7 separate regions of the Mus musculus genome follow, and regions 1, 2, 3, 4, 5 and 6 are each linked to region 7. Evidence: chromatin contacts called from public Hi-C, HiCAR-type, HiChIP or PLAC-seq, capture Hi-C and promoter capture Hi-C data. All regions are on one chromosome and are shown on one strand. Each heading gives the region's core, a stretch centred on a gene start, on an enhancer-like site or on the middle of the called end of the contact. The rest is flanking DNA. Distances are from core to core; before and after follow the strand shown.

Evidence for each region. Promoter capture Hi-C pulls out the DNA fragments that hold promoters and counts their contacts. A called contact is a pair of places that touch in the nucleus more often than the background predicts. HiCAR-type assays count read pairs that join an accessible place to other places. HiChIP or PLAC-seq counts read pairs in DNA pulled down with a chosen protein or histone mark. Capture Hi-C pulls out chosen DNA fragments and counts their contacts.
Region 1: a contact with region 7 is called in a promoter capture Hi-C map of hippocampal neurons, with 3 times the contacts expected there. The contact joins the enhancer-like site here to the promoter of Nsmce3 in region 7. A contact is called at or near these places in 11 of 39 promoter capture datasets (the 3T3-L1 cell line, 3T3-L1-derived adipocytes, the HPC-7 cell line and 8 more), 1 of 484 Hi-C or Micro-C datasets (cerebral cortex) and 2 of 115 datasets of contacts at active chromatin or transcription factors (microglia and pancreatic cancer cells).
Region 2: a contact with region 7 is called in a Hi-C map of B cells, with 10 read pairs. The contact joins the enhancer-like site here to the promoter of Nsmce3 in region 7. A contact is called at or near these places in 1 of 39 promoter capture datasets (pre-B cells), 1 of 484 Hi-C or Micro-C datasets (B cells) and 1 of 115 datasets of contacts at active chromatin or transcription factors (bone marrow-derived macrophages).
Region 3: a promoter capture Hi-C map of liver shows a contact between it and region 7, with 2.9 times the contacts expected there. The contact joins the promoter of Klf13 here to the promoter of Nsmce3 in region 7. A contact is called at or near these places in 4 of 39 promoter capture datasets (the 3T3-L1 cell line, liver and pre-B cells), 2 of 115 datasets of contacts at active chromatin or transcription factors (astrocytes and thymic regulatory T cells) and 1 of 9 other capture datasets (liver).
Region 4: a contact with region 7 is called in a capture Hi-C map of embryonic stem cells, with 2.6 times the contacts expected there. The contact joins the promoter of Tm2d3 here to the promoter of Nsmce3 in region 7. A contact is called at or near these places in 3 of 39 promoter capture datasets (the C10 cell line, cranial neural crest and pre-B cells), 1 of 484 Hi-C or Micro-C datasets (CD4 T cells), 2 of 115 datasets of contacts at active chromatin or transcription factors (memory CD8 T cells and thymic regulatory T cells) and 1 of 9 other capture datasets (embryonic stem cells).
Region 5: a contact with region 7 is called in an H3K4me3 HiChIP or PLAC-seq map of pro-B cells, with 5 times the contacts expected there. The contact joins the promoter of Tarsl2 here to the promoter of Nsmce3 in region 7. A contact is called at or near these places in 8 of 39 promoter capture datasets (the 3T3-L1 cell line, the C10 cell line, embryonic stem cells and 3 more), 6 of 484 Hi-C or Micro-C datasets (B cells, CD4 T cells, the G1E-ER4 cell line and 2 more), 10 of 115 datasets of contacts at active chromatin or transcription factors (astrocytes, embryonic forebrain, embryonic stem cells and 4 more) and 3 of 9 other capture datasets (adipose tissue, embryonic stem cells and liver).
Region 6: a contact with region 7 is called in a HiCAR-type map of astrocytes, with 2.8 times the contacts expected there. The contact joins the enhancer-like site here to the promoter of Nsmce3 in region 7. A contact is called at or near these places in 3 of 39 promoter capture datasets (the 3T3-L1 cell line, liver and pre-B cells) and 2 of 115 datasets of contacts at active chromatin or transcription factors (astrocytes and embryonic stem cells).

The regions. Positions count from the first base shown.
Region 1 is chr7:64,349,268-64,352,922 of GRCm38.p6, reverse strand. Fan1 (FANCD2/FANCI-associated nuclease 1) reads left to right here. Exons shown (of 14, transcript NM_177893.4): 11 at 2,785-2,888; 12 at 3,412-3,606. Among named protein-coding and RNA genes, the nearest start is that of Fan1, 23 kb to the left of the region's middle. Within about 2 kb of position 1,627, at least 60 of the 459 cell types and tissues checked have an H3K27ac peak or open chromatin away from gene starts, as enhancers often do. A contact at or near this core is called in cerebral cortex and hippocampal neurons, where this site is marked.
Region 2 is chr7:64,009,662-64,013,477 of GRCm38.p6, reverse strand. It overlaps Gm32633 (predicted gene, 32633), which reads right to left. Exons shown (of 6, transcript NR_169109.1): 4 at 1,697-1,829. Among named protein-coding and RNA genes, the nearest start is that of Gm32633, 25 kb to the right of the region's middle. Within about 2 kb of position 1,522, at least 172 of the 459 cell types and tissues checked have an H3K27ac peak or open chromatin away from gene starts, as enhancers often do. A contact at or near this core is called in B cells and bone marrow-derived macrophages, where this site is marked.
Region 3 is chr7:63,936,286-63,940,227 of GRCm38.p6, reverse strand. Klf13 (Kruppel-like factor 13) reads left to right here and starts at 1,313. Exons shown (of 2, transcript NM_021366.3): 1 at 1,313-2,261. The coding sequence starts at 1,682.
Region 4 is chr7:65,692,060-65,696,050 of GRCm38.p6, reverse strand. It overlaps Tm2d3 (TM2 domain containing 3), which reads right to left and starts at 2,634. Exons shown (of 5, transcript NM_026795.3): 1 at 2,482-2,634; 2 at 724-908. The coding sequence starts at 2,572. Gm33234 (a long non-coding RNA gene) reads left to right here and starts at 2,609. Exons shown (of 2, transcript XR_391545.3): 1 at 2,609-3,200. Tarsl2 (threonyl-tRNA synthetase-like 2) reads right to left here. Exons shown (of 19, transcript NM_172310.2): 19 at 3,958-3,991.
Region 5 is chr7:65,642,675-65,646,225 of GRCm38.p6, reverse strand. Tarsl2 (threonyl-tRNA synthetase-like 2) reads right to left here and starts at 1,328. Exons shown (of 19, transcript NM_172310.2): 1 at 1,012-1,328. The coding sequence starts at 1,281.
Region 6 is chr7:63,963,846-63,967,604 of GRCm38.p6, reverse strand. No RefSeq gene overlaps it. Among named protein-coding and RNA genes, the nearest start is that of Gm39024, 9.3 kb to the right of the region's middle. Within about 2 kb of position 2,259, at least 105 of the 459 cell types and tissues checked have an H3K27ac peak or open chromatin away from gene starts, as enhancers often do. A contact at or near this core is called in astrocytes, where this site is marked.
Region 7 is chr7:64,870,663-64,874,294 of GRCm38.p6, reverse strand. Nsmce3 (NSE3 homolog, SMC5-SMC6 complex component) reads left to right here and starts at 1,255. Exons shown (of 1, transcript NM_023239.5): 1 at 1,255-2,613. The coding sequence starts at 1,377. The coding sequence ends at 2,216. The region is part of intron 2 of Fam189a1 (family with sequence similarity 189, member A1); the gene reads left to right.

The sequences.
Region 1 (3,655 bases), core at 378-2,877, 520 kb after region 7:
CCACGGTGCCCCTCACATCACTTGTCCTCCTGCCATGCTGCCCTTAGGGCTCTGGGGTGCTTCATTACATGATACACACTCAGACCCTCAGCACACCTCCGCATTCCTGACTTGGTTGTTCCTGGGCCTTCTGTGCCAGGCAGGCAAGCTCTTCTTAGAATTCGCTGGCCTGTGTATAGGCGGCTCTTGCAGGGGCCATTGGCCACAGGATGCCTCCTGGGAGTGGGATAGCGAGGCCACAGTGTCGTGGTCCGATGTGCGTGGGCAGAGCTGAGTGTTGGTACAGTCACGCAGAGTGACAGCAGCTCTGGCTTCCCTCGTCAGTGTGAGAGACCTGCTGCATTACAGGCGTGAAGAGGCTTTTGGTTTTAAATAGTGCATTTCTAATGTCAGTTGGCAATTCCTTGAGTTTGTACGTTTCCCGCTACCTGTTTCTCTCCCCGTTTTAGCCTTTCTTCAGAGTTTGTCTCAGAGAGTAGACTTACTGCAAGTAATGCTTTAGAAGTGGAAGCTTGAGCACACGCCCTCTAATTGGAAAAATCAAATGTCCACCCCAGGCCCCTTTGTAAAACGTAGTAATCAGGAAAACATAAGTCAACCCTGGAGGAACGAAATAGAGCGGAAGCTCCCTGTCGGCACCAGAGACAAGGAACGCAGTGGGGTAGGCTGTCAGGGTGGTCTCCCTGGGTAGCCAGCTGGCCAGGAACTCACTCTGTAGCTCAGGCTGACCTCCAACACACAGAGATCCACCTGCCTCTGTTTCCTGAGTGATGGGATTAAAGGCACGTGCCGCCACGCCTGGCTTACTTTATATTTTTAAGGACTGCTTTGTGGTGGACAATACTCATCCTAGTGTTGTGAGATGGTGGCGGTGGCCGAGAGTATGTGCTAGCCACACCCACTCAGCATCTCACATCCTCCTCTTCCCTCTTGCCTCTCCCCCTGGATCTAACCAGCCAGCCCGAGATGTCCACTCATTGTGCTTGCTGAGGAGTTCTCATGGGGACAGCCAAATCCTGTCCTTGTGCAGCGAGCCTGAAAAGCTTAGAGATGTAGGAGGATGGAAATTCCAGGCCCTAGGTGATGTCACAGACATGTCAACTGTCCCAGCTCCTGGCCAGAGGAATTCAGCACAGGAAAATATTTCCAGTTTATCCAGGAGCTTGAAAAACAGCAGGGAATTCTTTTTCCAGAACATAAGATATCTCCACATAAGATGTTTTAAATTTATATTACATTCTAATATATTGGAAAATTGATATGACTTGCTGCTGGGTTCTATTGTAGAGGGATTTATGTAGAGGAAATTTCAAACCCTCCAGGGGAAGCTGTTTCTGAATAGATCAGGAGGATTATTCCAAAAAAATGACTTCAGTCAGAATTCAGAGCATAACAGCGGTCAGGAATGAGTCTGACCTCCGTGTCAGTGATGGAGCGTTATTCACACAGGGATGGAAACCTGGAAGTTAGGTCCAGCTAGCTTTCTTCCCGGCAGGCCAGAGCCTGGTACCTTGATGTGAATGCTCTTGGTAGCTGGAGGGCTTGTTTCAGCCAGGCTGAGCAAGCCCTGTTCACTGCATCCTTTTGTACCATGGAAACAGGCCACAGGGAAGGGAGCCAGAACTAGGAGGGAACAAACAAGGCCCTGCACAGCTCTGGAGTTCAGGATAGAACACAGCCACAGGCTACAGCCACAGCCTCCCGGTTGGCAGGAGGACCAGTGTGCCAGCATTTGACTCCCACGTTGCTTTCTCCCCTGTGCTCCCTGGGAGCTTTGCTGCCAGTGTGAGCATGATAGGAAGGCGGAAAGATGACCACATAGCTGTCTTCCTTTGCTGGGCTGTTTGTGGCTGTGCAGAGACACCCAGCTTAGAGAGAGGAGCTTGATAAAGCAGCACTCGGGGACACAGGTCTGAAGTTTATACCAGGACCTTCCTCTCTCCACACCGTGCTGCTGCCTTGCAGTGGCCTAGGACCCAGCTGTTCAATGAGGATGTCTCCTGGTGATTGTGTCTTCAGCACGAGGAGGCACCAGAACTAGGTGGTCTTTACAGATGACGGTTTCCGTAGAAGCCTTGCATATCAGCAACACCGTAGTAACCTCATCAGGCCAAATTGGCTTTATGAATGGTGAGCCCTGTGAATGGAAAGAGTGTTGGGTAAACCTGAGGCTGCGGGGCTCTCTCAAATGCCTGGCCTTTTGTCATTCCCTCTTCGGGAATCATTTCTTGTAGGTTGCCAGAGGCCTGTGCCAGAGCCTGCTTATTGAGAACCACTGCTCTGTGACCTTCCAATGCCCATTTGAAGTTTTCTCCTTAAATAAAGCTTCTATGTGCAAAGAATATAGTGTGAAGAGCAAGCTGGAAGTAGCATGTCTTTCAGACATTCTAATATCTCAGTTCTTTCCCTGAAAGAGAAAAATTTACATTAGGTCATCATGATATTCTTTTTTATTATTACTATTAGATATTTTCTTTATTTACATTTCAAATGTTATCCCCACTCCTGGTTTCCCCTCTGAAAACCCCCTATCTTCTCCCCTCTCCCCCTGCTCAACAACCCACCCACTCCCACTTCCTGGCCCTGGCATTCCCCTACCCTGGGGCATAGAGCCTTCACAGGACCAAGGGCCTCTCCTCCCATTGATGACCGACTAGGCCATCCTCTGCTGCTTATGCGGCTGGAGCCGTGAGTCCCTCCATGTGTACTCTTTGGTTGGCATCACAATTTTCTTAAACAACCAGATAAAGCAGGTGTTTTTCTCCTCCTGTGGCGCTGCTGTAGGGATTCATGGAGAAGGGTCCACCTTCAGCACCCTGTGTGGCCTCCTGCTGTGGGATATCATCTTCATGGATGGAATACCAGACGTCTTCAGAAATGCCTACCAGGTAACTCCTAACACCATCGTGCCAGGGCCTCTCCTCTGTATGCCTGTGCCTCACGCCTTCCTCTGCACCAGGGTCTCAAGCCAGCAGCAGCCTGGCATTTGGTCATCTTTGGGCTTTACCCTCAGTAGTACTAATTGCATTGGAAAAAAAACCTTTTGTTTTTAAACAGGAACTAGTAGATCTTAACCCCAAGCCTAGTTTCCCTTCAGTATTACATTTGACTCAAGCACCGAGAACCCTGAGCTGGGCACCTGGCCTCATGCCAGCATCCAACCAAGCGCTCTCACACACAGTCCCACCAGCACCGGATGGAGCTCAACCAATTCCACTCAGGGCAAAAACAATCACTAAAAACCCAGGCTAAGATTCCTTGAGTCTGATAATTTTAACTCATCTCTTCTGAGGGGGAAAAAAATGTGTCAGCCAATTGGCCAGCTTCCAGATCTCCTGGAACTCCAGCATCCCCTGTTTTTAAGCGCCCTCCCCAGGCATGTTAGGAAAGTTCCCTTTCTCTTCCACACAGGCATCCCCACTGGATTTGCTCACGGACAGCTTCTTCGCAAGCAGGGAGCAGGCCCTGGAAGCCAGGCTGCAGCTGATCCACAGCGCCCCTGCTGAGAGCCTGCGGGCCTGGGTGGGCGAAGCATGGCAGGCCCAGCAAGGCAGAGTGGCCTCTCTGGTCAGCTGGGACCGCTTCACCTCCCTACAGCAAGCTCAGGTACTACTTTCCCGCGATGTGGTCAGTCATCCCTTCACAGTGCTGGCTG
Region 2 (3,816 bases), core at 273-2,772, 860 kb after region 7:
ACTCATGAATCCATTCTGCCTTCCCACAACCTTAGCCAAAGGAACTTCTCTTTGCTATGGTCATGAGTTAACGTAAAAACTCCTAACTGGTCAAAGTGTTGATAATAAGTGATTACTTAATGTTGAGTGAGACAGGTCTGCATGAACGACTCCCTGCCTGCGACTCCCTGCCTACCGAGGCTCAGGGAACTTTGTGAAAGAAGGGGTTGAAGGAATCTAAGAGCTAGCAGATAAGGAGGTATGCTGTGAAGTGCTGTCATCTCTACACAGCATGGCACTGCACCTATGAGCTCTCTGCCATGATAGCTATCTGCACAAGATCAGTCAACTCTGTGTGTGTGTGTGTGTGTGTGTGTATCTTTGTGTATGTGCCTGTGTGTGTGTGTGTGTATCTCTATGTGTGTATGTGTCTGTGTATATATGTATCTGTGTGCCTGTGTACATGTGTGCCTGTGTGTGTCTCTCTCTGTGTGTATGTATCTCTGTGTGTATGTCTGTGTATGTCCATGTATATCTGTGCCTATGTGTATCTGTGTGTGTGTTTCTGTGTGTATCTGTGTCTGTGCATATGACTGTGCATCGTGTGTGTGTGTGTGTGAGCAAGTGTGTGTGTGTGTGTGTATAAAAAGTGAGTGAGAAAGAGAGCACATTCTGTAGGAAGGGAATGCTGGGAGGTACCTTGTAGAAGTGGGAGAGAAGGGAAGAAGACCTGGGAGTGGGTCTGATCAAGACACATTGTTTATATGTACAGATTTTCAAAGGATGAAAGTTTTTTGGTTTTTGGTTTTTTGCTTTTTTTTTTTTTTTTTTTTTGGTTTTTCGAGACAGGGTTTCTCTGTATAGCCCTGGCTGTCCTGGAACTCACTCTGTAGACCAGGCTGGCCTCGAACTCAGAAATCTACCTGCCTCTGCCTCTCAAGTGCTGGGATTAAAGTCATGCGCCACCACTGCCCAGCGAAAGATATTCTTTATAGAGACAGGGAGAGAAGAATTTTTCTCAAATAAGCTACAAAGTGAAAACCCACATTTGTGATTTTCCTCTGACCTTCCCAGGCATGTCCTGCCATGTGCCGTATGTGCCCACGTGCACACAGGCACAGACACAAACACGCACGCACACATTCACACTGAGAACAATAAAAGGGAGGGGGTAGATCCCTCAGCCCTTCCACCATCCGAAGACTCTGAGACAAGCACCAACTACAAAACAGGAAGCCTACAGTAGAATCATCGCTCACCAGTGCCCCAGGCCCCAGCAGTGTGCAGGTTAAATCCCTGCTGTTTATAAGTTAAGTTAAGCTGGGTGGGGTCTGAGATAGTCTGTCGCAGTAGCACCAATTACCCAAGACATGGGTATGTGCTCTTCCTACCCTAGCAGCAGAAGCACACACACACACACACACACACACACACACACACACACACACACAGCCTTCTTCCTTTGCTTCTCCAGCCCTCTCCTCTCAGCAACTCTTTCATCATCCGGCCTCCGCACTCTCTCTGTAGCCAGTTCCCATGTGAGGCAATCGGGCACTGACTGTTTTTCCTGAGCAGACACATACTGACTGACTCAGGGAACAGACCACAGAGCTGGATCTCTGCGGCTGGGCTCGCTCTTCTCCTCTTTGACCATGCACGTGGAGATGAACTCATTGACCATGGGAAACGAGGCACTGGGTAGTCCTTTGATTATTACCTACAGTTGCTCGGGCAGAAGTACCAGAAAAGGCGAGGCTTCGGGACAGGAAGTTGCCACTGTATTCAAATGTTATGGTAAAGCTGGTGTCTGTGAAGATTGTGTGGGCGACTTCTGACTTCCCTCTAAGAAACTGTGAAGGAAAGATAAAGAGGGCAATGACCAAAGCAACAGCAACAGTGAGGAAGGGGAGGAAAGGAGAGAAAAGGAGAAAAGAAAGAAAAGCAAACAGAGGTGACCATAGTAAAATTAGAAACTCATGTTTAAAGATTTATTAATAGATTAAAAGCTGAGGCTGGGGAGAAGGCTTGGTGATAAAGTGCCTGCTCTCTGTGTGAGGATCTTAGTTTAGTTCCTCAGTTCCCACAGAAAAAGCCAGGGCTGGTGGTTGTGTATGTAGCACGGCCTCAGATGTCAGAGTCAGAACCAGATGGAGCCCCTGGGCTTACTGGGAAGTCTGTCCATCTGAAAAAGTGAACTACAGGTAAGTGAGAGAAGCCATCTCAAAAATCAAAGTAAGGAGCTACAGGGAAAGACACCTAACATTGACCTCTGGCCTCCATATGGCGTGCATGGGCCACTATACCATATAGACCAAGAAAGAAGGAAAGGAAGGAGGAAGGGAGGGAAGGAATGAGGGAGGAAAGGAGAAAGGGAGGGAGGGAGGGAGAAAGGAAGAAAAGAAGGACAGAAGAATGGAAGGAAGGAGAGAAGGAAGAAGGCATGCATACATGTACAACTTGGGGGCGTGTAGAATATTTACAAAACACATCCAAATAAAGGGCTGATGTCTACAATATGTAAAGAGGTCTTTAGAATCAATAAGAAGATTGTAGAAAAGCTGAGGACACAGTTGAGTGGTAAAGCACTCACTTGGCATAAATGAAGTCTTGGGTTTGGGCCCAGAACCATAAAAGGGAGTGGAGAAGCAAATACTTCAACGGGGAAAGAAAACATTAAAGGCTTAAGTGGAAACTTCATGAAAGAACATCTCTGAATGGCTAACAAATCTGATAGGGAACTCAACCCCATTTCTTCAAGGAAGAATTTAAACTACAGTGTATCATCGTGAGACCATCTCATCCACAACACTTCATGAAAAGAGAGTCAGGCAAAAGCACATGCTGGCAAGGATCCTGAGAGACTGGGGCATGGCTCGCAAGAGTGTAAACTGGTATGGATCTTTAGGAAACAATCAATCTTCAATTATCCAAAAGTTTAGGGACTTGACCAGCAATTTTGCTCCTAGGTGTACATCCAAAATGGATGAAAAAAAAAAAATCCCTACACAGCCAGTACTCACAGCAATACTGTTTATAAGAGGTCCAAAGTAGAAATAACTCAGAGGCCCTCTCAAATGATGATGGGACGAGCAAAGTGTGCATCTATTCAGGGATACATGTCCATATTTGAATGGAGAATGAAGGAGACTTGTCATTGAAAGAAGCCAGTCACAGAAGACCATATATTATCTGATTCCATACATATAAAAGTCTTTGAAGAGAAAAATTCATATGAGATACAGAGTAGGTCTATAGTTGTCCAGTACTGGGGTTAAAAAGGATGTGGGTGGAGGGCTGGTGAGATGGCTCAATGGTTAAGAGCGACTGTTCTTCCAAAGGTCAAATCCCAGCAACCACATGGTGGCTCACAACCATCCATAACGAAATCTGATGCCCTCTTCTGGAGTATCTGAGGACAGCTACAGAGTACTTACATATAATAAATAAATAAATCTTAAAAAAAAAAAAAAAGAAGGATATGGGTGTACTAGCCAAAGGTTATGTGTTTCTTTGGGGACTTTGTGATGCTTTGTATATGCTCAGCCCAGGGAGTGGCACTATTAGAATGAAGTAGGTGTGGCACTGTGGGTGTGGGCTTTAAGATCCTTATCCTAGTTGCCTGGAATGGAGTCTTCCACTAGCAGCCTTCAAAACTCTCAGCTCCTCCTGCACCATGCCTACCGGGATGCTGCCATGCTTCCTACCTTGATAATAATGGACTGAACCTCTGAACCTGTAAGCCAGCCCCAATTAAATGTTGTCCTTATAAGAGTTGCCTTGGGGGGGGCTGGTGAGATGGCTCAGCGGTTAAGAGCACTGACTGCTCTTCCAAAGGCC
Region 3 (3,942 bases), core at 64-2,563, 930 kb after region 7:
CAGTAGTGAGGTGACTGACCCTTCTTTAGCTCACTGGGGTCGACCAACCGGCAGTCGGGTCTCCCTGACTTGGTGGCTGACTTATTTTAAGGTATCATCCACAATGAAAAGGAGAGGCTGCTGATCCTACCCTCACAGGTCAGAGGCCAGTTGCGGCCAAAGTCTTTTGAGTGTGTTAAGATTGGTTCAAAGGCAGTTGGAAGCTACGGGTCTCTCTGATGATGGCCTAGTGTTCAGAGAGGAAAGAACATGAATGTGTGTCTAGACTTTAGAGCAAGGTGGCCTAGTTGGAAGGCCCCGGCAGGACGCAGCGGAGCATTTCCTTCAGAGGCCCAGACAGTGGATGGGTGGGGCGCCCTGGGCGGGGTCCTCGCAGCTGGTGGTGTTTGAAGCCTCCAGGACCGCGGTGGGAGAGGGGCGGCCTGGAGAAGTTGGCAGCAGGCCTGGGGCAGGAAGGGGGAGGAAGGGGCCCCGTGTTCCCTGAACAGCCGCGACCGCAGCCCCAGCACGTAGCTCACTCCCTCAGCATTGGCAGTGGTGGGTCCTGCATCAGCCAGGTTAACATAGGCTCAAGGGCAGTTCGGCCGCGCGGGGGCGGGGCGGCCCCAGTGGTGACAAGGCTCGGGCCAAGGTTGCGTAGAGAACCGGAGCTCAATAGGAGCGGGGTGAGGAGGTGGCTGGAGATGGGCAATGCAAACCCGGCCACCAGAGAACTCCGCTGCGGTGGGGTGAGGCTCGGTAATGTCCCGCCCATAGGCGAGGTCGGCCGCTTAGGTCCCATAGGGACCGATACGCCACCTTGCCCGCACTCCCGGCGGGCGGAGCGACCACAGGGTGTCTTGCTCAGTGTTGCCATCCTCGTGCCACCCACTGCTGCCTGCTCACAAAAGCTCTGGCATGGAAAGGGCCGGCGGGGTTCCCGCTGCGGGAGGCACGCGCCCCAGCCCTGCGCCGCTACACAGCGGCCCGCCACCCTCGGACGTCATGCGTCTGCGCGCCGCGCGCCCGGCTCCGATTTCCGCCCCTCCTCTTGCAGGCCCAGGGGCACGCCCACTGGCGCGCGCAGGTCCCGCGGCCAGTAGAACCCTCTCGAGGACCGGATTGGCTGCATAAAGTACTCAAGAGCCAATGGAGTTCGCGTCTACCACTGGCCACGCCCCTCCTGAGGCGCTCCAGGCTCCCCGCCCCCTTCGTGCGCGCTGCTCCCTGCGGCCGCTGCCGCCTGTAACCTGCGCCGCCAGGATGTGGCTGGGGGCTGACGTCGGGTCCAGATGTGGCCCCGGCCCCGCCCACCCCCGGGGCCGGTCCGCCCACACCGAGCCGCGGCGCGCACGGAGGCTGTCCCGCCTGCCACAATGCACGGTGGAACTGCGACCACAACTTGCAGGGGTCGTGCCTAACGTCGCCTCCGCTCGACGTCCCTAAGACAGGCCGACTCTGACGCCGCACGCGGACCCTCCTTACTGGAGCCCCCCATGCGCTCACCCTCCAGTGCCCGGCCAGGCGGACGCGGAGCCGCGCGGGTGACGGCAGAAGCGGCTACGCGCCCAGCCTAGCCCAGCCCAGCCCAGCCGGAGAAGAGGGCGCGCCGCGCCCCCGCCCCCCGCCGCTCCCGGAGGCCGTGGGTGCGGATGCGCCGCTGACGACTCCTGCGAGAGCACCGCGCGCCCTAGCCCGCAGCATGGCAGCCGCCGCCTATGTGGACCACTTTGCCGCCGAGTGCCTCGTGTCCATGTCCAGCCGCGCAGTCGTGCACGAGCCGCGGGAAGGACCTGAACCCCGGCCCGAGGGCGCGGCCGCCGCCGCCCCCACACTGCCCCGCGTTGACGAGCGCCGCGACGGCAAGGACAGCGCCTCGCTTTTCGTGGTGGCTCGGATCCTAGCGGACCTCAACCAGCAGGCGCCGGCGCCCGCCCCCGCGGAACGCAGAGAAGGGGCCGCTGCGCGCAAGGCGAGGACCCCCTGCCGCCTGCCGCCTGCGCCCCCTGCGCCGCCACCCGGCCCAGAGCCCGCCTCCCCGGGACAAGCAGGCGCGCCGGCCGCGCCCCCCAGCCCCGCGTGGAGCGAGCCGGAGGCGGCATTGGAGCAGGAGCCCGGCCCCGCGGGGAGCGGCGAGCCTGGCCTCAGACAAAGGGGTCGGCGAGGCCGGAGCCGCGCGGACCTCGAGTCCCCGCAGAGGAAGCACAAGTGCCACTACGCGGGCTGCGAGAAAGTTTACGGGAAATCTTCGCACCTCAAGGCGCACCTGAGAACTCACACAGGTCAGTGGGGCGGCGGGGACGCCGCGAACGCGCGGACTAGGGACTGCTTGGGACCGGCCACGCCCCCAGAGCTTCGGGCCCAGCGCTAGAGGGGGCCGGGGCCGAGGGCGGGGAGCCATGAGCTGAGGGCGATCGCAGCCGCGCCCCTGTCCTGGCGCTCTGGCCTCGCGTGACGCTGGCCGTGGCGCTTGGAGCCGGCGCCCTCTCGGCGACCGCGCCCCCATCGGGCACGCCCCCTCCCAGGCTCTTGGGGCGGGGCCGCGGGGGTAGATGTCGTCATCCGGGCTGCGGGCGGCGCGGGCAGGTGCGCTAGAGGTGGTTGGGGGGGGGGGCAGGCGGCGCTCCCTTTTGGGGCGTAGGTGCTCGGGGAGCTGGAGTCTCGCCACCCCTCTTCCCAGGCCTCCGGGCGGGCTCTGGCGAGGGAGGGGCCGGCTGGGGCGGGCGAAGTTCACGCGGGGACAGGGCTCCCTTCAGCCACTCGGCACATTCTTCGTTCTCTTCTTCCTGTAATTTTTCCAGGGCTCTAAGGTTTAATTTGTCGCAACCCGACCCAGCGGCGGCGCTGGCCGACGCGGGGGGCGGTCCCAGTCCTCGCTCCCTACCCCACGGCTCTTTGTGGGAGCCCCAGCCCATCCGGCCGGCGGGGGCGCGCCCGGCCGCAGGGGGCTGCGCTTGCTCTAGGAAGGCGCGCTCCGTTCACTGACCTTTCTGATCCAACTCTCACTTGCTCTTGGGCTGTGTGCAGGCAGGTGGCACCTGTACCAGGGCGGCCGGCCTGAGCCTGAAACCTGGGATGGCGTGAGGTCACTCGCCTCTCTGGTTTCCGGGGACCGCTTCGCAGCTCGACTCTTGGTAGTTGATGTCGAAGTCCGACTTCCCCCCTCCATTTTTGGTGTTAACACAAACATTTAGGGTTGGTTGGGGTTTTTTTGTTGTTGTTTTTTCCTTTTTTGAGCTCACAGAAACTCTTTCGTAACAGTTAACTCTCAAGTTCACTGCAAAAAATACTTAATTCCGTTACTTTGTTACCGGGGTCTGTTCTTTTCGTTGTTGTTGTTGCTAACAGTTAAGTGACCGACCGAGAAGCTCTAGACATGCAAGTCGTGGAGACTAGAGCTCAAGGCCCGTGTGTTCATAATGGAACGAGCCGGAGCTCTAGGCCAGGGAGGTGTCAGAACTTTCTCTATAGAGGCCGGGGGTTGGGGGGGGGGTCCTCAGCCCTTATCTGTGGTCCCTCAAACCACGTGGCAGGTGATGGGATTGAGTGAAGACTGTCATCTCCCGGCATTCGGAGTCGAAATTAATGGTCTGTGAGCCCAGAAGGTGGGTGGGGTTTGTGTAGGGTTCCCAGTTCTGCTCGGGAAAGCCGCTGCTGGGGTGGGTGTGGCCATGGGGGAGGAGCAGAGAGCTTGGTTCAGAACTTGATGGACCAAGAGTGCTGAGTTGGGGCGGGGGTGTTCGGCGAACTATCGAATTGAGAAATCTTGGTGCAGAATATTTCACCGTGGTTTCCCACTTGCAGCACCCGGTAGCCGATCTGGTGAAATGCAGAGGGCTTGCCTGAGGGGAGGGGCTGGATGTCGTGGGCGGGTTGGGTCCAAGATGTTTTTCCTTTTTGGCTCGCTCCTCCTTTCAGTCTCAGTTGGCGTTTAGAAAACGTTTGGGGGCGCTGGGGACCGCA
Region 4 (3,991 bases), core at 1,385-3,884, 820 kb before region 7:
TACAGCCTCCATGGCCTGTCAACTTAGGAAGTTACAGAATCACATACACAGCCACCGCGAAGGCACCGAAGTGCAACCCGAAGGAAACAAGCAGCCTTGTCTTGGGAGCGTGTACTGTCCTTCTCTTACGGCTTGCTTTCTTTCTCAACACCCTTTTTTTCCTTTCCTTTCCTTTTCTTTTCTTTTTTTTTTTTTTTTTTTTTTTTTTGAGACAGGGTTTCTCTGTGTAGCCCTGGCTGTCCTGGAACTCACTCTGTAGACCAGGCTGGCCTCGAACTCAGAAATCCGCCTGCCTCTGCCTCCCAAGTGCTGGAATTAAAGGTGTGCGCCACCACACCCGGCGCCAGCAAGGTCTTAAGGTCCTCCTGAACCCGCCTCTGGGATACAGGTGCACGCAGCCACGCCTAAGGTTTTACCCTGGTGCTAGGGACCCAAGCACTGGCCTTCATCTGTGCACAGACTGTTCTCACCCCAAGATTTTCATGTTTGGAAAAAAAAATTAGCAGTGAGTCAGAGGTTGTTGAGGGCAGGGCCTCGTATATACTAAGCATATGTTTTACCGCTGAGATATACTCCTAGAACCAAATGCAAGATTTAAAAATACTTTCCAGTGCAGTTATAAAAGACCACAGTGAAATCATTACATCATAGCGCTGACCAGTAGAGGCTACGCTTTTAATGTTATGATGCATGCCGTTGGGAAAAGTGAACTACAATACTTACGACACAGGTAACAGAGGGCTTCACTGTGCAGTCGAACGTGACAGGCTTCCCGTAAGTGCAGGAGACATTGGTCGCACATTCTATACAGTCTGCAGGAAGTCTGCTACACAAACCATTGCTTGGACACTTCGTCATGTAAGGAGGGATTTCAGTACTTTCTGTGAGGTGAGAGAACAGCTGATTCTCTACGGATGGTGAGCAAAAGAACAGTGAAAGGCAATTTTCAATGGTGGCGAGATCAATCAGCAAGGACACATGTGCTAGAATGCAAACAGCTTGGAGTTGGGGTCAGTGACACCTGCAATCTAAGAGGGTTTCTGTCACCAGCTGGCTGTGACCTGCTAACTGGTGTGATTAGTAAAACGTCTCTCCTTCCTGCTTCCCACATGGCCATGAAAACTATAAGTGCTCATTGAGAGACAATGTGGGCCCAGGTCAGACCCAAGAGCTATTAGCACAGAGGACAAACTAAAGCTTGGATAAGGCAGAGTCTATGCAAAATACCAGAGGACATGTTGGACAGAACTGGAACCAGAACACACAGCTCTCCAAATCCAATCCAATGTCCTTTCCAGCAAAAGTTACTGATGGAAAAATGAAGCCCGGACACGCCCCCTTCGGCGCGCCCCCACCACAAAAATGACAACACCCTCAGCCCTCCAATTCTAGAAAATACTGGTGTTAGTATATACGTCGAAATAAAAATCTGTGAAATGCCTCTGCCAGTTTCAAGTCCAATCCCTGAAATAATAGGACTCCAAACAGATGAACCTAAAGAGCTAGCGGACAGTTAGCAAAACAGGAATACTTGGAAGTGACATGAAGTGGCTAACGCTATAAATACCATTTCCCACTATTGTTCCTATCTCCATGTGGCCCGAGGTTGGAAGGTTCAAATCACAAGGCTGAAAAGGCCTTAAATCAAGATAACTACAGTGGCTGCAAAGGTGAGGAAACAAAGATCCCTCAAAGCCCGATCTCACCCGGATTATCCTCCAGGTATCTATCCAACCTTCTTAACCCAGCACATCATATAACATTAGGGAAGCATTGTAGAGTTCGGTGTTTGGTTGGTTGGTTTTTAACTCAAGGGAAAACAGTACTGGCTAAAGAACTGGAAGAGAGTGGAAAATAAAAAATAAACAGAAACGAAGAGTCCTGTAAGGCTGGATGAAGAGGTAAGTCATAGATTTCAAAAAGACCAAAACTGTCTACTGAAAGCGGCTGTCTGCCCTTAATTTACATATCTAAACAACACCACATCTAACAGCCAAAACCAAAAGGCGACTTCTTATACTAAAGAAACCTGTATCGAAAACAAAGGGGGGCGGGCAACTACTCCTTATAAATATGCACATTTACTAGAATAGAAAACGTCTAGTACCTGCTGCCCTGGGAACTACAGAGAATGTACGTGTTGGGCCCGGATCCTTTATTGCCTGAGCCAGCGGCTGCGAATGCTCTAAATTTAAGGATCCTACAATTAGAAAGGCATGTTATCATGGGATAGGATACCCTTGGTTTGTGTGCTTAACAGGTAGGGGCTGCACTGGGCATCTACGGCTCAAGAAACGGAAATGACGGGGTCGACTGGGGTTCTGGGCTACCGACTCAGGGAACACCGGTTTTCGGGGCGGGCTGGAGCGCAGTGCTGCGGCCTCGGGCTGCGGCGCCCAGGCGTCGGTCGCCGGCCTCCTGCGGCTCCGGGGACCCCCTTGCCACCAGCTCACCCGGTGCGGCCCCCAGCCTTGAACTCACCATCTCCCGACAGAATGTAGCACTGGGACAGGAAAAGCAGCACGCGGGACAGGTGGCGGACAGACCGCAGCGGCTCGGCCGCAGCCTCCATTTTTGTCGCTGCGCGTGCGCACTTCCGGGCCAGGAGGCGGGGCTGTGGTGGGGGCGCGCCGAAGGGGGCGTGTCCGGGCGCGGCCCGCAGGCGCACTGCTGCGGGGCGCCGCCGGCGGGTGTCATTGCTTCCCAGCTCGGAGGTTGGGTGGTCTCCTTGTCGCCGTGCTCTGAGTGCTGTTGGCCAAGGGAAATGAATGAAACTGGGGACCCGCAGCAGCAGGAAGTAGCTCGGACCAGAATAGCCCCTCACTGCCTTTGAAGAGATGCCCTTCTCTTTCCATTGGGAGTCTGGGAAACGGTTGTGATGCGATGTGGTTAGCCCATTTTAGTTCCGCTGACCCATGAAGCCAGGGAAGCAGCTCCAAGAGTCCCATGCACCAGGACCCAGGGCTCCTGCCTTAGGTTTTACCACAGCCTGTTGGGGGACACGCGGAGTTTAGAGTTCCTCTGAGACTGGAAAAACAGGTTAGGTCTCAGGGCCTGGGACAAGAGCCAAGTGTGTGGAATTTTCACGTAGGAGCAGAGTCCAACCCCAAACTGGCCAGGAGAGCAACCTCGAGGAGGGGGAGCTGCTCTCTGCAACCTACGTTGTTTCTATGGCATATACTTCAGGAAGCATGCTGTTGGTATGTCTCTCTCTGTTGACTTGCACTTTGGGGTCCCCAAATTCCCACTTGCACATCTGATAAGTGAAAAAGTACATGAAATGGTGTTCGGCGCACAACAATCCTGCAGTAAATGTTAGCTTTAAAAATGGTTACAATTCGCACCCTACACCCTCACACTGGTTTCATCTATGATGCTTCACTCTTCATGTTCAGGAGAATCAATAATATATCAAAGACTGATGCTTCTCTGCATCTAATTTGAATTCTGCTGCACCTAGTGAAATAAATCTGTAACTAATTTCTCTTTGGCATAACGGTATTTTAATTAAGTGCCAAGACAATAAGGTTGAAATCGGAACTACAGGGTCTGGAGAGCTGAGTCGGCAGTTAGGAGCACTGGCTGCTCTTCCAGAGGACCTAGATTTGATTCCCTGCACCCACCTGCGGCTCACAATCACCCAGAACTACAGTTCCAGGAATCTGGCACCCTCTTCTGACCTCTATAAGCACAAGACACTCTTGCAGTGCCCAGACAACAGACAAAATACCCATGCACACAAAATAAAAATAATTTAAATATATCAGAAATGCAGTCCAGAGGCACAGACAGGCAAATCTCAGTGAGTTCTAGGCCAGCCAGAACTACATCGTGAAACCCAGTCTTGATTTAAAAAAAAAAAAATCAGAAATATACTCGATTCAACATACAAGTGAAACACCCCAGGAAAGCAGTGGTTCAACTCCAGGCAAGCGTCCAACAATGGAACATACCGAGGCTCTAGAAACACCATGTGATGCATTTTATTTAG
Region 5 (3,551 bases), core at 79-2,578, 770 kb before region 7:
TACATGAGAAACCCGGGGAAGGAGGAAACCCAGAGAGCTCACGGCAGGGCCCATGGTTGGAGAGTCCCGGCTGGGCTGTGGGAACCAGGATCTACTTATAACCCTCAGGGATCTGGTTTCAGAGTTCAGCCCTATCTGTCCGAGCACATTAAAACTGGGGGTGTAGCTCAGTAATAGAGCACTGCCCAGTATTCACAAGGCCATGGGTCCCATAGCCTGCAACACACACAGTCTCTGTGTCTCTCTGTCACTCTTCCCTAAACTTTAAACAAATAATGTCACTGGAAATTGTGGCTGCCACCAGACTCTTATTCATTGCACTATTTCATTAGATGTTGCCAGAGCAAAAACAAAACAAACAAACAAAACAAAAACCAAAAACCCCTCAGTTTTAGAAAGCCTTTAGAACTTAGAAAAAAAATTCTTCTAATTTGTTACTTAATAATCTTCTAAAACATGAAAATACTGTAATCAAATACTTCTGTTAAATATACAGATCACATATAGGCCTCAAAGCAAACCACCAAAATAAGACAGTAAAAATAACCTGTCTTCAGATAGCACAGAACCAGCCAGCAGAGAGAATAGAAACTGTTAGGTCCTCTTCTCCAAGGATACTGTGACTCTTAAACACTGAAGCGGCCTTTTAAAAAGTTTTTATTTGAGACAGCGTCTTCTCATATTGCCCTGGCCGACCTGATTCTCAATATTTACTCCAGGCGGGCCTTAAATTCTCAGCCATCCTCCTGCCTCAGCCTCCAGAGTTCTGGATTAGAGGCATGCACCTCAGTTTGATCTGCTACTGGAGGGAAAAAATGTTGTTTGCAGTCTGTCCAATGAAGAGCTGAGAAATTATACCAGCTGGTCAGTTAGGAGGTTGGTGGAAACCTAGCGGTTCCCCAGGCCGTGGGCAGTGGGCAGGGCGCGGGCGGGGACACACCCTGCAGCCCTGTCCGCACCCGGGTGCAGAATTGGAACCCGCTGAGTGCGTACTCCTGGGCCGCCGGTTACCTCGTGCGCCGCCGCTCGCCCGGCCTCGGTGCGGCGCTGCTCCGCCAGGCGCAGCCGCAGGCCACACAGGCGCTGGTGCAGGTCGCGGTTCTCCGCCTGGAGCTGTGCCACCTCGCGTGTCAGGCGCGGGCCCTCGGCTTGGCCCCGCTCGGGCCCGCGCAGCTGCTCGTCCCTCAGGCGCTGCACCTCCGCGCACAGCCAGCGGATGTCCTCCTCCTGCCGCTGCAGGCGCGAGGCCACCGCCTGAGCCGCCAGGGCCTGGGCCGCCATGGTAGCTTCCCTGTGCCACCTGAGCCCGCCAGCCCAGCCAGAGTGACAAGGAGACGGGGCGGGGCGGAGCTGAAGGACTTCGGGAGGCGGGGTGAAGTGGGGGTGCATCACTATATGGGGCGGGGCGATGGAGGAAGAGGGGCGGGGCTGGAGCTGGGTATCCCTGCATGGGGCGGAGCGATGCACGGGCAAGAGGCGGGGCCATATCGGGGCAACTGTGCAGAGGCCAGGCGATGGGCAAAGAAGAGGGGCGGGCTATAGGATAATGAAGGGCGGGGCAGGAGTGATGGGAGGGGCAAGGGTAGGCATCATTTCAGAGGAGAAGCGATGAGACAGCGCGGCATCATCGCTGGGGAAGATGAGACGGCTGAGCAATGCTTCATAAAACAAGGAAAATGGGCAGGGGAGTGTGGCAGGGAGCACGGGCAGGAACACGGCCAATGTTGGGTGCACTGCAGGATTGAGAACTACGCTCTGGACCTAGGCAGCAGGAGTGGGACCACCGGATGGGCATCTTTAGCGTTTGGAGGCATGTCCAGGTGCTACTGGAAGTGTGTTCAGTCTAATGAAACTGGAGTTTGAGATATTGAAGCCCAGAGGAGGTGCGTCTCTTGACCAGATTGTCCAAACCGTTAGCAAAGCCTGATGGATTTCTTTCATTCCCCTCTTAAATTCTTGCAGTCACCACACTGTGCAAACAGGTTCTGAAAAGCGGCCATTGAAAATAGACCTTCATGCCAAGGCTGTGCAAATACAGTGGCACTTGGCAAGGACACACAGAAGAGCACTACAAAAACTTCAGCCTGGCCAGCACAACATTGTTCACTATTTGAGTCTAGAGCAAATGCTGTTTATAACTGTCTTAAGATTATTTTAAGTAGAAACATTTGTGCTATCGGACTTTGGAAACAGTGGTCCGCAAAGAATTAAGCTCTCATCCTGGAGCAGGAAAGGGCTGAAGCCCTGCTGCCCCCTGGGGGAGGAGTTGCCCTAGGAATTGCTGGACAGACTGGAACTAAGCCGATGATGGAGCCACACCTCCACCACTGGCCTCTACTTAAACTTAAACCTCATATTAGCACCCCAATGACGGGCTTGGGGTAGGTGGCTGAACCCCTGTAGCTGTTCATCTTCCCACTGTAACCACAATGAATAAATCTCCTTTCTCTGCTTTTTATTGTTAACTGTCATTTTAATTGGCATGTTTCAGAGGGTTAGCTGAGCTTATGTCGTTGAAACTTCCAGAAGCCAGGCTTTGACTCTAAAGACTCCAGTAATAAGTTCACACATGACTTTGTTTCTCTTATAACCATGAGCAAGAAGCTTCCTGTGGCAAGAACAAAAGTTGGCTTTTACTGTTCTTAAGTTCCTAGAATGTGCCAAGACATGAACGAAGCGATTTGGAAATAGTCACTTCTTAAATCTTCATTAAAAGAGATGATACCATTATACCCATGTATAATGCAGAAACTAAGGCACAGAGGGTAGCATTTAGTCAAACATGTCTCATGATGTAATCTAGGTAATGGAGGCAATAAGAGTTCCAAAATAGGGTTTATCTTGGGGTGGGATAGTTCAAGGGTGAGAAATTACTCTGAGAAATGGAGTCTGGGTAATGTGAGCAAGGTGGACAGACAGGTGGATAAATGTAACTCTGGGGAATAGGTGGAAGGAGCTGAGGAGTTAATCAGATTCACAGATCACTCCCAGCAAGAGATGCCATTGTCTTCCATGTGGAAATTGAAGACCTCTTCTGTGGGAAGAAGAGGCACAGCTGGGTGCAGTGGTGTACATCTGTACAGCACTCCTGGAGGTGGAAGCAGTGGTAGTGGTGGATGGGGGTAGCCATCAGCTTAAAGCTAGTCTGGGCTACATAGCAAGATAAAAAAAAAACTAGAAAGAAAGCAGAAGGGAAGAAGAAAGGGGAAGAGAGAAACAGAGAGGCTAGGATAGCTCAGTGGTGAAGTGCTTACCTTACAAGCATGAGGACCAGAAAGTGATATCCAGCACTGATGGATAGACACAGGTGTATCCCTGGGGGCTTGCTGGCCAGCCAGCTTATCCTAAACGAAGAGTCCAGGTTTTAGTGAAAGGCTTTATTACAAGGTAGTGGGTTCCTGGGGAATAATACTCCAGGCTGTCCTTTGACCTCCCCATGCAAATGCACACATAGGAAGATGCATCTGCACACTCACAGGCAGGCACAACACACATCTGCACACATGCACACACACGTACACACACTTGCACACATACATGCATACACACAT
Region 6 (3,759 bases), core at 1,010-3,509, 910 kb after region 7:
GACAATGAGCCTCCGCTTCTCTTCCTCGGGACATCCATCCTCCATGGGTTCAGCAGAAGTTCTCAAAACTGTCTCTGTAGCCCTTTTCAGAGGTCTCCTTGGGTAAGCATGGTGAAAGACATTGCTGACCATTAATGAGAAGTTCTGTCTTTTCATCTGCCCCTGATCCCAGGTGTACTGGATGGTTTTGTGTCAACTTGACACAAGCTGGAGTTATCACAGAGAAAGGAGCTTCAGGTGAGGAAATGCCTTCCATGAGATCCAGCTGTAAGGCATTTTCTCAATTAATGATCAAGGGGGGAAAGGCCCCTTGTGGGTGGGACCATCTCTGGGCTGGTAATCTTGGGTTCTATAAGAAAGCAAGCTGAGCCGGGCAGTGGTAGCGCATGCCTGTAATCCCAGCACTTGGGAGGCAGAGGCAGGTGGATTTCTGAGTGCGAGGCCAGCCTGGTGTACAAAGTGAGTTCCAGGACAGCCAGGGCTACACAGAGAAACCCAGTCAAAAAAAGAAAGAAAGAAAGAAAGAAAGAGAGAGAGAGAGAGAGAGAGAGAGAGAGAGAGAGAGAGAGAGAGAGAGAGAGAGAGAGGAAGGAAGGAAGGAAGGAAGGAAGAAAAGGAAAGAAGGAGAGAGAGAGAGAGAGAGAGAGAAAGAAAGAAAGAAAGAAAGAAAGAAAGAAAGAGAAGAAAGAAAGAAAGAAAGAAAGAAAGAAAGAAAGAAAGAAAGAAAGGAAGGAAGGAAGAAAGAGAAGAAAAGGAAAGGAAAGGAAAGGAAAGGAAAGGAAAGGAAAGGAAAGATGAGCAAGCCAGGGGAAGCAAGCCAGTAAGTAACATCCCTCCATGGCCTCTGCATCAGCTCCTGCTTCTTGACCTGCTTGAGTTCCAGCCCTGATTTCTTTTGGTGATGAAGAGCAGTGTGTAAGTGTAAGCTGAATAAACCCTTTCCTCCCCTTCTGGCTTCTTGGTCATGATGTTTGTGCAGGAATAGAAACCCTGACTAAGACACCAGGTCAAGGTGGGGCTAAGAACTACCAACCGTCTAGTATGGGGATCTCCATCCTGAGGCTGTCTGAGAACCTTGGCCACCAGAGCCCTCATTAGCACACAGAAACGATGCCTCATTTTGTAGCTTCCTTAGGCTTCAGGCACCATGTGGCTAGAAAGGCAAGAAGGCCAACCACAAAACTCTCAGCCAGTTCCCAGCAATTGTGACAGAACCATCTGAGATACCATACTTAAAAGTGGGAAAATCGATTCCAGAGCTCCTGTTTCTTTGAGGTGTCAACCGATGGTTACTTGGCCTTGTTAAGTCTTCAAGCCTGTGGCACAAAGAACACAAGGCAGGAAGTGTATGGGTGGAATGAAGGGGCTGTCGTCTTCATGGTGCCTGGCAAAGCAGGGACAGGAAGGGGCCTGGGCCTCAAGGATACATCTCCAGTGACCCAACTTCCTCCTAGTAGGTCCCCTTTCTTAAAGGTCCCACCACCAAGCAGAAACATCCAGCTGGGAACCAGACCTTTGAGGGAACACTCCACATCTGAGCTATAACACCCCACGTGCAATGCATGCTGTCTGGTGTCTGGAAGGGAAAGGAATGTGTCTGGGAGCTGCACACAGACTCCCCTTAGGGAAAAGCTACCATTTCTTCACTTGGTCTCAGTGGAGGGGGGCTGTCTTTGTATGGATTTGTCTCTGCCTGTGAGACCCACTCATGCCTGAAGTTCAAGGAAAGAGTCAGTGACTTGGGCAGGAGGTTCTTGCTGTTTTACTCAGATGTGAAACTGCGCTTCTGGGTAAGTTGAAACCCTGACTTTAGGGGCTTCTCTCCTCCTCCAGCCATGGTGGCCCAAACTGAGGCAGGAAGTCAGAGCCAACTGGTCAAAAAAAAGGGAGTGGGGGTGGAATGAGGGAGCTGAGGCTCCAGCCAACTCCTCAAAGCCCTGCTCTGTCCCTGTGGTCCTTCTCACAGGAAAAAATGTGACAGTCAAGCTCCTGTGGTATAAGAAGCCTGTGACAGAGACAAAGGGATAAGGTTCTGGGTAAAGCTGGGCCTGGTTGCTGAGAGCACAGAGGGACACAGAGGGAGGGAGGTCTTAGGGGTACTTTCTCATTCTGCATGGCTCCTTAACTAGCTGGGCTTCCACTGTGTGGGTCAGAAGGAAGGATGCAGAATCCAGCCCAGAGGAAGGCAGTGGGGCACACCCATCTGGCTGCCACCCACCCTCTGTGGTCACGTGCTGTGCCTGCCAGCCAAAGGTCCACAATGCAGCTTTGTGTGGCAGCTGGCTTCAAACACACATCAGTGTCTGGGTTAGCCCTGGCTGGCCAGCAGTACCAGTCCTGGAAGCCAGGGATGCCAGGCTAAAGAGGGAGAATGTACCCTGCCAACTCCTCCAGGGCCTGGGTCAGGCGCTCTCCAGGAAGCCCATGGGTGGCATCCAGGATCCTTCAGGGAACACCCAACACCCCTAGGGCCTATATATGGAAAATAGTTTGGCGACAGTGCATCAGCTAACAGGGTCTGTACGCACAAGGTCCATTTCCCTGGCCACTCAGCCACGACAGAACCATCTTGAGGATTTCTCCAGATAACCCCAGCCCAAAAGGAAGAATGAGAAATTTAAAAAGACAGTTTTGATACGTTTTCATGGTGATGCATGCTTTTATTTTTTATGAGTTTTTTTTTAATGTTAAAACACATTTTATAGATGAAATAATAAAGGCTTGATAGAGTATTTGTGAAAGATACTGAGAAAATTACATTGGTGATTCTATTTTCATCTGCTTAAAAATTTTAACTCGGCCAGGCGGTGGTGGCGCACGCCTTTAATCCCAGCACTTGGGAGGCAGAGGCAGGCGGATTTCTGAGTTCGAGGCCAGCCTGGTCTACAAAGTGAGTTCCAGGACAGCCAGGGCTACACAGAGAAACCCTTTCTCAAATTAATTAATTAATTAATTAGTTAATTAATTAATTAATTAAAAAATAAAAATTTTAACTCATGGATATATCTGGACACATGCCTTTAATCTCAGCGCTAGGGAGACAGAGGCAGAGAGATCTCTGAATTCAAGGCCAGCCTAGTCTATGGCCAGCCAGGAGTCACATAGTGAGACTCCAATTTTAAAAAAAACAAAAAACTTTTTTTTCTTCATGAAAATTGGCATTAATAATCCATAGTATGGCTGGGCTGGCTGGGTGCATTGAGAGCAGATGCTGGGTAGTCAGATAGGTAAAGGGGTTTCGTCAGCCCCCAGCAGGGAGCGCAAGGTACCTGGGCTTCCTGAACCCCGTGCACAGTGCTGGGACCATACACTCTCCCCTCTAGCTTATGGGGATGGAGATGCTGGTGACTAGCTAGTCCACCCAGTGCAGAAAGCACCTGCTTAGGTTTTCCTCAGCGGATGGAGGCACCCTGCATTCTCTCTGGCTCCGTTTGTCTGAGTGTTGTCTTCAAAGGGACGATTGGGTATGAAGGAGCAGAATTCTTGCCTGAATAACTCCAGTAAGGCCACCTGGATCTAAGAAACAACAGCCCTCCCCTGGCCTGTCCCCATCCCTACCCCACCACTCAGCCTCCTAGGGGTAGCTGTTCAGTGTACACAGGATAGCCCACCTGCCTGGATGCCCAGTGGGAAGCTTTATCACCAGTTCTGCAACTTCACATCACAGTTTTGGGTGGGTTGTTTGTTTGTTTGTTTTTCGAGATAGGGTTTCTCTGTGCAGTCCTGGCTGTCCTGGAACTCACTCTGTAGACCAGGCTG
Region 7 (3,632 bases), core at 6-2,505:
AGGAAATCAATTTGAGTTCGTTCTCTGAATAGTTTACCTATTTTCTTGGTAGCTTTAAAAAAGAGAGAGGAAAACTCAGTTCCGTTGTCAGTAAATGGAGAAGAAACCCATTTGCTGAGATCCACAGCAGTAATAGCAACAGACTGCTGATGGTTTGAGTTAATGAAATGACTCATTTTGTCTATTAGAGTTGCACAATTTAAACCATCTACAAGCCACACACACCACAAATTATAAAGGATGATAGCTCTTCTCTTTCTTATTGAGATTTTAAAGCTTATATATTAAGAGAGAGAATTAAGAAATTCACATTATTGCTACTCCCAATCATTGGTAACCTAAATTAAATGGTAATCTCTGGAGAGAGCAAGTGCCTCTGGGGTTAGCATTCCTCTAACATGTTTCTGCTAAAATTGTGGATGTGGGTCCGCGGCAGTTTTCCCAAACATGTCTTCCAAAAGGTCAGTCCACATTACCAAACTAAGTCACGTTATTGGCAGTGCTTACGTGGTTTCTCATGGTCATCTAACTGAAATTCAATGAAGAGAATGTGAACCTGAAAATTGCAGAAGTCTTGCTTTTAAGAATAACTTCCCTTACAGACTCAAGGGATTGTACAGAAATTAACTGGCCAGGTGGGAATGAACTCTGCCAAGGACAGATACCGGGACAGGGTCCCCTAGTCTGTCATGTCCCGCATTTGGTGCACAAGTCAACACTTTTTTTTATTTGGGGGGGGGGGGGGGTTCGAAACAGGTTTTTTCTGTGTAGCCCTAGCTGCACCGGAACTCACTCTGTAGACCAGGCTGGCCTCGAACCCAGAGACCTGCCTGCCGCTGCCTCCCAAGTGCTGGGAGTAAAGGCGTGCGCCACCACTGCCCGGTAACTCTTTTTTTTTTTTTCTTGACTTTCCAGATCTTTTCCTCCTCTCCCTTTATTTTCCCACCCGCACACATTTATCCTTTGTGTTCCATAGACAAACTTTGTAGCTTAAAAACTAACCAAAAACTATTAGACGTGTCTAAACAGGTGTGCCCTAGAACTCAACCGCACACTTGCCGAGAAGTTTTGGTTCTTGTTTTCTATTTATATGAGCTCATAAACACCATTCAATTCTCATTAAAACTGGGGATAAAGCCCAGGAGGAGCTGCTGCCAGCGCCGAGGCCCTCCGCATGCGCAGTAGCTATGAAGAGTCCCCGCCCCCGCAGGCTGGCTCCCAGTCGTATCGCTCCGCCTCCCGGACGCAGCGCGCCGGCGACGTGACGTCACGCGCGCGCCGCAGCTTCTCTCCCAGCCTCTGGGGCGCGCTCGCTCGGCGGAGTCTTCTGGCGGTTGCTGCTCCCGATCGCGGCCTGCTCTCCGCCGACCGGGGACATGTTGCAGAAGCCGAGGGGCCGCGGTCGGCCCAGCACGCAGGCTGACCCGGAGCGGGACTGGGGAGGCGCTGGCGAGGAAGGACCCAGCACGTCCCGCGCCGCGGGCGGCTCCTCCCAGGGCTCCCGCGCTTCCCTGTCGGCCCCGACCGTGGGGCCGCGCACTCAGAAGCAGCTGGAGCTGAAGGTGGCCGAGCTGGTGCAGTTCCTGCTGATCAAGGACCAGAAGAAGATCCCGATCAAGCGGACGGACATCCTGAAGCACGTGGTGGGCGACTACCGGGACGTGTACCCCAACCTTCTGAAGCTGGCCGCCGAGCGCCTGCAATACGTGTTCGGGTACAAGCTGGTGGAGCTGGAGCCCAAGAGCCACAGCTACATCCTCATCAACATGCTGGAGCCGGTGGAGGCGGATGCGGAGATGAGGGGCGATCAGGGTACCCCCATCTCGGGCCTGCTTATGATAGTCCTGGGGCTTATCTTCATGAAAGGCAACACCATCACCGAGACTGAGGTCTGGGACTTCCTGCGACGGCTCGGAGTGTACCCCACTAAGAAACACTTAATTTTTGGCGACCCAAAGAAACTCATTACCGAAGACTTTGTGCGGCAGCGCTACTTGGAGTACCGGAGGATACCCCACACCGATCCTGTGGACTATGAATTACAGTGGGGCCCGCGAACCAACCTGGAAACCAGCAAGATGAAAGTTCTTAAGTTTGTGGCCAAAGTCCATAACCAGGACCCCAAAGACTGGCCCACACAATACTGCGAGGCTTTGGCAGATGAGGAGAGTAGGGCTAGACCTGCAACTGCTAGTGCCCCAGCCACATCCTCTTGAACTCTTTGAGTTATGGTCTGAGGGACTCTGGAGATCCAGTATAAAAGAACAGGGGGAATGGGGGTCGGAGGAAGCTTGATTCTGCTACGCATAAAGGCCTTGGAGCGTTAGGATGTGTTGCAGGGTTTTTTGTTTGATTTTTTTATTATTATTATTATGGTTTGGAGCTTTAAATTTTCATTTAATTGTCTTTTTGTTTATAAAGAGTTTTCTAACTTTCTAAACCTAAATGAAATTGTATGATGCCAAACATATTCAAGAAGGAACACTTTGGTAAATTGCTTTGATGTTCTAGACGATAAAGAAACAGGGTAGCTATTATCTTAATGACTAGTTCCTGGGGAAAAATAAAAGTCTTTTTAAAATTGAAAATAAAATTGTTTTAGCTTCTTGTCAACACAGCTTTAAATATACATATTCTGTTGGGTGTGAGCACTTGTGGTCCCACGAAATCTATGTGATGTGTTTTCTAGCATTTTTATATTCATAATCATAATTCTGTTGTCCTATGGGTTCTACTTAAGATTCTTTTCTAGTATAACAAATACTATACTTTTGAGTCAGTTCACCATTATTATTATTATTGTTTCCCTGTTAGAAATTGCGGCTAAAAAGGAAATGTCATGATTCCAGACTTTTTTTTTTTTTCCATGATAAGCTAAGTCAATGGTGTTGCAGAAGTGTGTGAATGTGTATTAGAGCAAGTTGTAAAAATCGTTAGGTCTCCGGTTTATAAAACAGTGTCGTGTCGTATCGATTAACCAGGCCTGATTGGGAACCACACTGCCCAAGTGCAGATCCTGTTCCACCAGAAGAATTTAGCTTGTGTATCTGTAGAATCAAGTGTGCCCTTAAGGTGAATAAATAGGAAACGAGATAAAGCTGAGCAAAGCCCTGGTGTGGAAGAATAGTTCTTTAGAAGAACTCAGGGTGATGTCTGGTGCGGACAGACCAGTGTGAACAAGGCTACCACAAGATGAGGGGCACTTTATGTTGCTATAGGTGAGTCAGGAAACAAGTTCACAGATTCCTTGGAGTTCTTCATAGTATCTGGCCAAACACTGGGCACAGGCAGTAAGTACTGTTGTTCTGAGAAGAGTTGCAAGTTCGTCATCAGAAGAACAAACAGGGTGGCAGTGAGGACAGGTGACTTTAATCAGCCCTGAACTAGAGGCCAACTAGAGGAGTCTGTGGTAGCTACGAGGTCTGAAGGGACGAGAGGGGCTACTGACTGTTGGCTTGTGTTGCAGTAGTGTCCTAGGATGCTTTCTCCAGCTGTGACATACCATGACCACAGGCAGCTTGGAAGGTAAGGGTTTTATTTCAGTTGTAGTCCATCACTGAGGAATCCTGGAGGCTGGAAATAAAGTAGAGGCTATGAAGGAACACTGCTAACTGGCTTGCCCAGCCTGCTTA